Regions from separate parts of the Callithrix jacchus genome. Here all the other regions are linked to region 1. The links are chromatin contacts, called in public Hi-C maps. All regions are on one chromosome and are shown on one strand. Each heading gives the region's core, a stretch centred on a gene start, on an enhancer-like site or on the middle of the called end of the contact. The rest is flanking DNA. Distances are from core to core; before and after follow the strand shown. Region 1 overlaps NRDE2 (NRDE-2, necessary for RNA interference, domain containing). Region 2 overlaps TTC7B (tetratricopeptide repeat domain 7B). Region 3 overlaps TTC7B (tetratricopeptide repeat domain 7B).

The links. A called contact is a pair of places that touch in the nucleus more often than the background predicts.
Region 2: a contact with region 1 is called in a Hi-C map of skeletal muscle, with 4 times the contacts expected there. The contact joins two enhancer-like sites. A contact is called at or near these places in 2 of 3 Hi-C or Micro-C datasets (both in skeletal muscle).
Region 3: a Hi-C map of skeletal muscle shows a contact between it and region 1, with 6 times the contacts expected there. The contact joins two enhancer-like sites. A contact is called at or near these places in 2 of 3 Hi-C or Micro-C datasets (induced pluripotent stem cells and skeletal muscle).

Annotation. Positions count from the first base shown.
Region 1 is chr8:125,164,121-125,167,104 of calJac240_pri, forward strand. It overlaps NRDE2 (NRDE-2, necessary for RNA interference, domain containing), which reads right to left. Exons shown (of 14, transcript XR_013521466.1): 6 at 2,283-2,688; 7 at 809-984. Among named protein-coding and RNA genes, the nearest start is that of NRDE2, 28 kb to the right of the region's middle. Within about 2 kb of position 1,576, at least 4 of the 16 cell types and tissues checked have an H3K27ac peak or open chromatin away from gene starts, as enhancers often do. A contact at or near this core is called in skeletal muscle, where this site is marked.
Region 2 is chr8:125,614,639-125,617,622 of calJac240_pri, forward strand. All of the region lies in intron 3 of TTC7B (tetratricopeptide repeat domain 7B), which reads right to left. Among named protein-coding and RNA genes, the nearest start is that of TTC7B, 60 kb to the right of the region's middle. Within about 2 kb of position 1,578, at least 14 of the 16 cell types and tissues checked have an H3K27ac peak or open chromatin away from gene starts, as enhancers often do. A contact at or near this core is called in skeletal muscle, where this site is marked.
Region 3 is chr8:125,556,643-125,559,626 of calJac240_pri, forward strand. All of the region lies in intron 6 of TTC7B (tetratricopeptide repeat domain 7B), which reads right to left. Among named protein-coding and RNA genes, the nearest start is that of TTC7B, 120 kb to the right of the region's middle. Within about 2 kb of position 1,404, at least 6 of the 16 cell types and tissues checked have an H3K27ac peak or open chromatin away from gene starts, as enhancers often do. A contact at or near this core is called in skeletal muscle, where this site is marked.

The DNA of each region.
Region 1 (2,984 bases), core at 326-2,825:
TTGGCCGCTCAAGAAACACTTTTGAAATGTTCACCATAAATTCCGATATTCTATCTATCTTCCACTAGACATCTTTACAGAGTAGAAAACTGAGTTGTCTTTAGTGGAAAAAGGTAAAAGATATGTTTTCTTATTTGTACAGCTCTATAAACATTGTTTATGTCTTCACTTCATCTATCTCAAACACTGGCAATGCTCGCTTGTCATCTAAAAAATTAATCCTTCCCCATCCGGATCATTGCTGACACGGTGCCTATGTGTCATTTCATTTGAACTCTAGCAAAGATTGTGGGTACTTATTAGGTTCATTGGGGAAGTGATGCAAGACCCAAACTAGAATGTATAAGGGTGGAAGAGACCGTAAACCTTTATACAAGGTTTAAAATGGCATGACAACTGCTTCCCTGACTGGGGGAGCTAACCAGCACTGAAACAAAAGCAGAAAGAGAAGAGGGGAAGAGGGGAAGGAAGGAAAGGAGGAAGAGAGGGAGGGAGGGAAGACAGGGAGGGAGGCAGAGAGGGAGTCAGAGAGGCAGGGAGGCAGGCTCGAGGGTGAGTCCTCAGAAAGCCTTTATGTTGTGAAGGAGGGGGAAGCTTCATTTTACCTATCCACATCTCACTAGTTTCATTACAAAACTTTCCTTGGATAACTGGACTACTTCTGAGAAGTCCTCCTCAGCAGACTGATATAAAGGAGGATATGGTATTTTAAAAACACTACCACCACCTCTCATTACCCACACCTTCCCCGTCTCCCTCCAGAGAAGGAGACAGAGAGAAGAGAGACGAGGAGAGCAGAGCTGGGTACCTGTCCTTTGGTAGGCATCTCTTTCAGGCTGTCAGGTTTGAAGAAGGTGAAGTCCACCATGGCCTGGAACAATGAGATGGCCTTCTCAGAGTGGCCGGCCTGCCGCAGAAAGTGGCACTGCTGAAGAAAGAGTGCTGCGAACAGGAGGGCAGAGGGGAAGAAGCCTGGTTGCCACCCTTAAAGGGAAAGAACTAACTTCTCAAAAACAGGCAATTAACACACTTTTACCTGCAATCCCTGTTAATTTCCAAAGCTGCGACACATGCCCTGATTTAAAGTGACTCAAACAGTATTATAATCCAAGTATGTTCGTTCGAATTCTTGTGTGAAACCCTCACAGAACATAAATATTAACAATAAAAACTGTATATGGTACATAGAAATAAGTCGAGAGGTTGGTCTGAATGCTATCAAATAATCAGAGTTCATTATTACAAGAAAAACTATAGAAAAAGGATGGCGCAGCAAATTTTTATCAGAAAGCAAAGAGCTGTATTCAATTGATCACTAGATGGCATGAGTCACCAGCAACTTTCATCCCATGTTCAGAGTCGGCTGTAAACAAATCAAGATTCCACGTCTGAACACTGCAGTTCATCTTACTTGTGGTACAATTCCAGCTACTAAATCATACTCAGCTATTTGAGTAGATCACAAACAGTAACAAATTCAAGACTCTGTGTCAGTGGGATACATGCTTATCATTTTGGGAGCAATGCATTTCTATCTTTAGATGCCAACAGGAATTAACGTGCAGCAGCAGGGGTTGCGATCAAATCAATGCCCGCTCTGTGCCGGACACTGAGCTAGACTCGTCACAGATGATCTCCTTCACTGCACACCACGGTCCTGTAAAGCAGGTTTATAGTATAGTTGCTGACAGAGAAAACGGAGCTCAAAGAGGGCTTGCCCAAGGACACAGCAGAGCCAATGAAGGGCAAAGCCTTCAGGATTCAAGGTCAAGAGTGATTACCCTGGCTCTGCACAACATGCAGCCTCCGACATCTCACTACTGCCAAAATTTATACTCCAGGCTCCTTCAGGACACACCAAAAATGTTAACAGCACAGTAATACCCACGACTTCTATTTATGCAGTGGTTCTCAGTCAGGGCATCTCACGGACATTACTGCCCGCGACTCTATAATTGGGTGAGACGGGTACAAGCATCTCAACAGATAAGGCCATCAACTGCCAAAGCAGTTAAGAGACTGGCCTGTGTTTACGTGGTTAATAAGCAGAACTTTGTCCAATGATATTTTCTTAACTGTACTGGCTCTATTGCCCCCACCCGTCCTGCGAGCTGGGGGCAAATCTGTTATCAACAAGAGTCATAATACTTTTTAAAAAATATCAGTTCTATCAAACAATTTAGACTTTTTCCAGAATAAACCAAAAAGAGATTTTCATTTTCAAGTAAAGCCAAAAGAAAGTCTAACTCCTCCCACGTAACTGGATCTGGTTATCTCCTTACCAAACATGGCCTCTTCTGTGCCAGGCAACGCAGGGTGAGATAAGATGCTGCCGTCCTTAACAGCAGACAAAGTACTCAAGCATTTTCCATAAAGACTGTGAATTTTTGATATCGAAAAGGTACTAAACTGGCTCTGGCAAAACAAAAGGTATTTCTGCCACAGGGCTGTATTATTGGGATGTAAAAATATCAGTTTCTGCCACTCTTTGACCAGAGTGGAGGGCTCCCAGAACTCTGTGCAGAGCTTCAGCTTGGCCAGTTTCAGATCCACACTGCTCTGGTTGCTCTCAATGGCCCGCTCCAGGATGGCCAGCTTCTTCTCCAGAATGAGCTTCAGGGACCGCTTTCGCTTTTCCTGCTCTCCTTCCTCGATGGCATACAGCCCAGGACTTTTCATGACCTCGTCCTCAACAACAAAAACACCAATTTACAAATGCGAATGGACCTGAGGGATCCTGAGAGTTTCAACAATGCTTAGCCACTTTCTTACCACCCCCTGGGGAAATGTCATTCAAGTTTTCTTCAACCACTGGTTTGCCACAATTTCTTTTAAAGAAAACTTGGATCCTAAGGTGCTTGTGTCACCTGGTATATCTGATCTTGTGTTTATCACTTAACTGTCCACTTTCTGTAATTTGAAACTTTGATATCTGTATCAATAACTAGCAAACAATGCCTTGAAATTCTTTTCTTAAGAGCAGA
Region 2 (2,984 bases), core at 328-2,827, 450 kb after region 1:
GCTAATTTTTATATTTTTAGTAAAGGCAGGGTTTCACCTTGGCCAGGCTGGTCTTGAACTCCTGACCTCAGGTGATTCGCCTGCCTCGGCTGCCCAAAGTGCTGGGATTACAGGCGTGAGCCACCGCGCCCAGCAGAGAAAGATGTTTTCAAAACAATGTTAAAAATGCAGTGACTGAGACAGACATGGTGTCACAGAAGAAATTAAGAACAAGCACCTCAGCCGACCTCAACTAACGCTCCAGCCCTCTGAGCTTTCTCTGGACTCTCTGAGTCTCTGCCTCCTTCCAAAAAGAGAACCAATGAGGAGCTGATTAACACAAGCAACATTAAATATGAATATGGGTCAGTGGCAATAAAAGGGTTCTTACTCTTCTTACACTGTCTAAATATAAACAGGAAGCTTTAACCAGCAACCTGAGATGAGCAGCCACATGCAACACACCCATCTCGCCTCCCACCATGAGCAGAATCCAGAATGGGAAGAGGCTGAAGAGATTCTGGAGTCAGAAACAAACAGCTAGCAGAAGGCTTACATGGTGGATCTCCATCAGGCCCATGGTCCCACCACACCCTCTCACAACCCCTGCACCCACATTCTGGGTTTCCCATGCAGCCAAAAGAAAGCACCCTTGGAAAGCTCCCCTAACCACCCCATTCCCTCCACTCATGGGCTTTTCTATAAAACTACTTTTTTCACTGCACCTGAAAGTTTCCAGAAATGAAAAGCAGGCCTGACGCGGTGGCTCACACCTGTACTCCCAGCACTTTGGGAGGACAAGGTGGAAGGATCATTTGAGCCCAGGAGTTTGAGGCTGCAGGGAGCTGTAATGGCACTACTGCACTCCAGCCTGAGTGACAGAGCCGATTCTTAAGGAAAAAAGATGGAGTTCTATCTTCTCTCCTGTCCTCTCTTTGCAAATGAGGAGATTCAAGCACAGAGATGATTTGCCCAAGGTCACATGGGCAAATCCTGATCCAGTGAGCTTACTACCACAGCAGGTCTATAGCAGTGGCCGCACAGCTCCCAACAGACTGGAGACTTTCTGCCAGGGAAAAAGCAGAAAATGTCCGTGGTCACTCGTCTGTCCTTCAGCTCTAGGATGACACCTAGAAGATCATGGTCATTAGCAAATATCCAATTCATAAAGGCTGGGATTAGATCTCACTTTAAGACATGAATCTATCAAGAAACACTTCAGGAAAATCCTCCTTGGGCTTCTACAGTCCTTATTACCAAGGATTTTTGGTCCATGAAAAGCAGGATGTACTTCAATTCCTGCTAAAGCAGGATCCTTTCTTTGTGTAAATACCCCATGCATTGAAATGTTGAACGTTATTAAATGCTGTCACCTCCTAGGAGAGTCTCTATAGATGTGGTCCCAGAAAACAATAAAGGGGCACATAGGCGAAGGCTCAGCTGCTGCCTGGGAACAGCCAGGGCCTGTGAATTGTGAACGCCTCCCAGAGAGCTCGGCTGGGTGAGTTCCTAGGGAGGTTCTCTAATGCGAGGTTAATAAAGAGGGTTGGCAAGTTTGCCTTTCTTCTCCATCCCTGAACTCGGGTTGAATCGTGGAATTAACCCGAGTTCAGGGGCTGCAAAAGGTCAGCCGGCCCTGGGTGGGGGGCGGGGGGCCACTGTCCAGGAGGCCGCGGCAGGAACCAGTCCCGCCGTCCTGCGGCGACACCGGCAAGGGATGCAGGTCAGGGGCTCCAGGATGGCGGGGCGGGATGGGGCAAGCAGCGGGAGTGGAGGGGCGGGGCGAGAGCGCGAGGCGGGCGAGGCGGAAGAGGTGGGGGGGAGGGACGCGGTCTCAAAGCCGACCCGGCCGAGGACGCCCGTAACAGCTCTGCGCATGCGCGGCTGTGGAGCGCACCTCCGCTAGGACGCGGCTCACGCGACCCCTGGCGGCGGCTGCCGAGGCGCTGCGGGACGACCTTGGGCGGCAGTTAATAGCGAGTCCTGGCTGATGTGACCCCGACTTAGCTTTTAGAGGTCCCAAGACTCGTTCACAGGCCGCTAAACGCAAACTAAGGCACCTCCCAGCACACCAGGATGGACGTGCCCTCCTTCAGTCCGGACTTGGCAGAATCTGCACCTAGGAGCCCCTCCCCAAACGACCTGCCAGCCCCAGTCCGGGAAGCAGGCACCCCCACTCCCCCTCTCAAATGGGGGCTCCATTCCTGTCTCTAGCTCTAGGGTTGTGGTGAGGATAAAGGGAGCTGAGGGACAAGTGCTTAGAACAGTGTCTAGAAGGAATTACTTCAATGCTGTAATCATTACTAATAATTTATTACTACAATTCCAGAACCTGGCCCACAGTAGGCACTCAACAAAAGTGCATTCCTCTGGCTTGAGAGGCTGTGGTGGGCCCTGCAGGGCAGCTGCCTGTCTCTGCCTGGTTAGGGGTCAGGGCACCGCAGGGAGGCCCGGCCAGGCCGGCCCCAACTTCCTTCCTGCTCTTTGCCTCACTCCGACCCGCTCCAGAGAGCCATGCTCTGAGCCACACACGACTGTCCTCGGCAGAACAATCTGTGCTCTGCTCCCGCCCCCGAGAGAGTTCTGAGCTTTCCAAATATGGATGCTTTTTGCATTCCCAAAGCATCACGAACATTTGGGAGAAGAAAATGAACACCAGACATGGTTTGAAAACGGTGGAAGCCAAGGGATGGGTGGTGACGGAGCAAGCACCATCTCAGGAGTTTTAAAATATCGAATACGAGTCTGGCCTAGGTGATGTCTTACAAGCTCACTAGCTTTCTAGCAGTCTAGGCCCCAAAGAGATCCTGGAAGTAAGCAGCCAAACCAAACCCTAAGAATAAAACTACAGCGGCCAGCATGCATTGCAGAGGAGAAACCTGCATTCAGTAGGCCCAGAGAGCCACTGGCTGTCAGAGGAAATGAGCAGTGGAAGGCAGTCCCTTGAGAGCCAAACAGCTTGAAAGTCCACAAACTGAGATGAACCAGCCCGTCGGTGAGTGCAG
Region 3 (2,984 bases), core at 154-2,653, 390 kb after region 1:
TAGAGTGGGAATGAATTGTAGATTTTCGTTTAAAAGGTGGGAGACAACACTGGGCAAAAGGGCCTGGGAATATGAGCAAGCCACTGTGCGCAACGTGGGCAAAGAGAGGAACACGAAGATGAAAGGTACAACAGAACAGGAACTCTACCAAGCAATCACTCTGCATCTTTGAGAACATAAATTATCAAAACCCAGGAAATGCCTCAAACCAACCCTCTCCAAACCCCACACTGACAAAAAGAAGCAAAGGGTCAGAGGCCCCTTCTGAGAGTGAGTGTGTGACAGCTGGAACCCAAGCTTCCTGAGTGTGAGCAGAGCCCATCTCATCTCACTGCCACTCACACCCCACAGGGACACATTTGGTGGCACATCTCATTAAGGGACAAATAATTCTTCTGTAACATCCTGGTCAATATTTTGAAGCCCCACTTGTCCTCTCCGAAAGCTGCATCCAGCCTGTTCAGCTGGGAACGCCCCCCAGCCAGTCCCTCTACCTTAAGTGCTGCCACCACCTATGACATAACTAGGGGATATTTATAACCTGCTCATCAGAACATATCTCGTCTTTCCAAAAGGCCACAGCGCGGGTCAGCCAGTGCAAACGTGTCAGCTAGCCTCTGCAGGCTGTGGCAGATGCTCAAGGTATTTGGCTCTCTTCTTGGATGACATTCTGAATCACGCGAAGGTATTCAATCAAGCCGAATGTGGGTTCTGTAAGTTGCAGGCCCTCGTGAGGGCTATTAATTCACATCTTATACCTGCATGACATCCCAGGGCTCTCATTCACAAGAATGGCCCCAGAACTGTAAGATTCTGGCTTATTGGCATAGGCACATAAATACTCCCATAGTCCTCTCACCCACACATATCAGATGATATCAGATCAGAAGCTTGATGGTGGCATAAAATGAAAAGCTGCGCTCCGGACGCCAAGCAGCACTAAAGGAAACCTAACAGAGACGTGAATACACCTGGGACATGCAATCTACTCTGCTTTTTCCTTCATTTGTTTTTATGGGATCCATGTTCACAGGCAACAAAGTACATTTGCTTTGGACTGAAGCTCAGTTCTCTTAAGTAACATGGAGGGAAGGAAACAGCTACAGTAAACAAGGGATGGAAATGGATATGGTAGTCTAACTTTGTCCCAGAATCACGGGTTAAACTCCTACTAGGTACAGAAGGAACGGTACTTGGAATTGTATGAAATAAGATGTGACTGAGGCAACAAAACTGGAGACCCTGGTTGTAGGGGCTGATTTACCAGGTAGAAATCAGGCCTCGAATAAGCAGTATCAAACCTAAATATTATAACCCAGGGACGCCTACAAATAGGAAGTGCCATTCAGAATGTTTCCAGTGTCCTAGGAAACAGAATCAGCTGCTTAGACAGTTACAGAGGCACAGAATTTTCCCGCTATAAATGATCCAACAGAATCTGGTCCATTATAATACAGAAGTAAAGGGCTCGCTCAAGGGAGAGTGAGCTGGGAGCTTCTGACCATTCTCTGCTACCTTCCTGAGTACACAGAAGCTCTAAAACAGAAGTGTAACTCCAGAGAAAGGAACAAAATACGAATCCAAGAGTTCAGGTCTACGTTTTGCATCATTAATATGCAAATTACTTCATGTATTTATAACATAAATTCTGTGTGCCCCAGTGATGGCAGCTAATGAGATACTCCCACTCATGACTGGTCCAAAACTGGAAAGAAAATCCACTGGTCCAGGTGAAGAAGTCCAGTGAATGCAGGTAAAAAGAGATCAATGACGGACAGAGAAATTCAATTCCCTGTTAAGGTGCAAGAGGGTTTCTGCCGCGCAGGACCGAGGCCCTCTGGTGGAGGAACAGAGGAAGTCTCCGGCCCTGAAGGAGGCCAGGCTGGATGAGGCAATACAGCCACTGGTGCGTATTCCCAATTAAGCCTTCGAAGCAAATACAAGTTTTTCTCAAACTGTTTTTAGTTTATTCCTGGAGAGAGTTTAGGATTCAGAAGCAAATTCTTCCTCAAGCTGGGAAGAATCCTGCTTGTAAGCAAAGAAGCCACAGTAACCACAGAGCGGAGAAAGCTGAAGCTATAGCCCACTGCAATGAATGTGGCACCCAGAAGGGTCCCCGCCCCACCACACATCAATCCAGCAGCAGAAAGAGGTGAAACAGGCACATCTTAAAGTGCCCAGAGGCAAAACACAATTCTCAGGAAATCCTATGTCATCCAAACATGTTTAAATCACATAATTTTATTGAACTAATCACTTCCACTGTTGCCATGAGAGCAGAAAAAGAAAAACGTTAAAGCACATGGATAATCAGAACAAAAGAAGGAAGTTAACTTGCAAGAATTCCATTCCAAATGCTGTGAGATAACCCAGTTTGAGAGCAGCAAACAAAACCCACATGATTGCCTTTATATCTCCAAACTGTTCGTTTATTCTTAAAATGTTGAGATCAATTAAAAAATCTAGAAGGAACTGTTGCCACCTCAAAATGAAGATAAGAGAGCCAAGGAATCTCCCAATCTCCCTGTTTTTGAGGGTTTCCACAGACCGTTGACATTAGGTCATTTATTCCATGTCAACACCCTTGCCTGAGACAGTGCAATGATGTCAGAATTCATTATGGTAAACTATTCTCAAAACAAATGTTCCTGCCAGCATTCGCGCAGCAGGCACTCTGGCAAGCTGTCAGAACTTGGGGTTCATCTCCTGCACTTTGCTGCACAAGCTTCCTGAGCTGGGTGCATTTCCTTCCACGTGGAATGGTTCCCAACAGCTCGGCTGGGACCAAGGAGGAAAGGGCCTGCGGGTCCCCAGAACACCAGCTGCTCGTTCCACCTGACAGGCAGGCAAAGCTCTGCTTTTGCTCACCAATACGGTCCTCAGCCCATGATGGAGAGCTCAGGCCACGGTCCCACAGCCTTGCTGTCATTCAAATCCTTGCTCTCCTGTTGGCAGGAAAGCCTACCACTTTTCATGGGGACAGA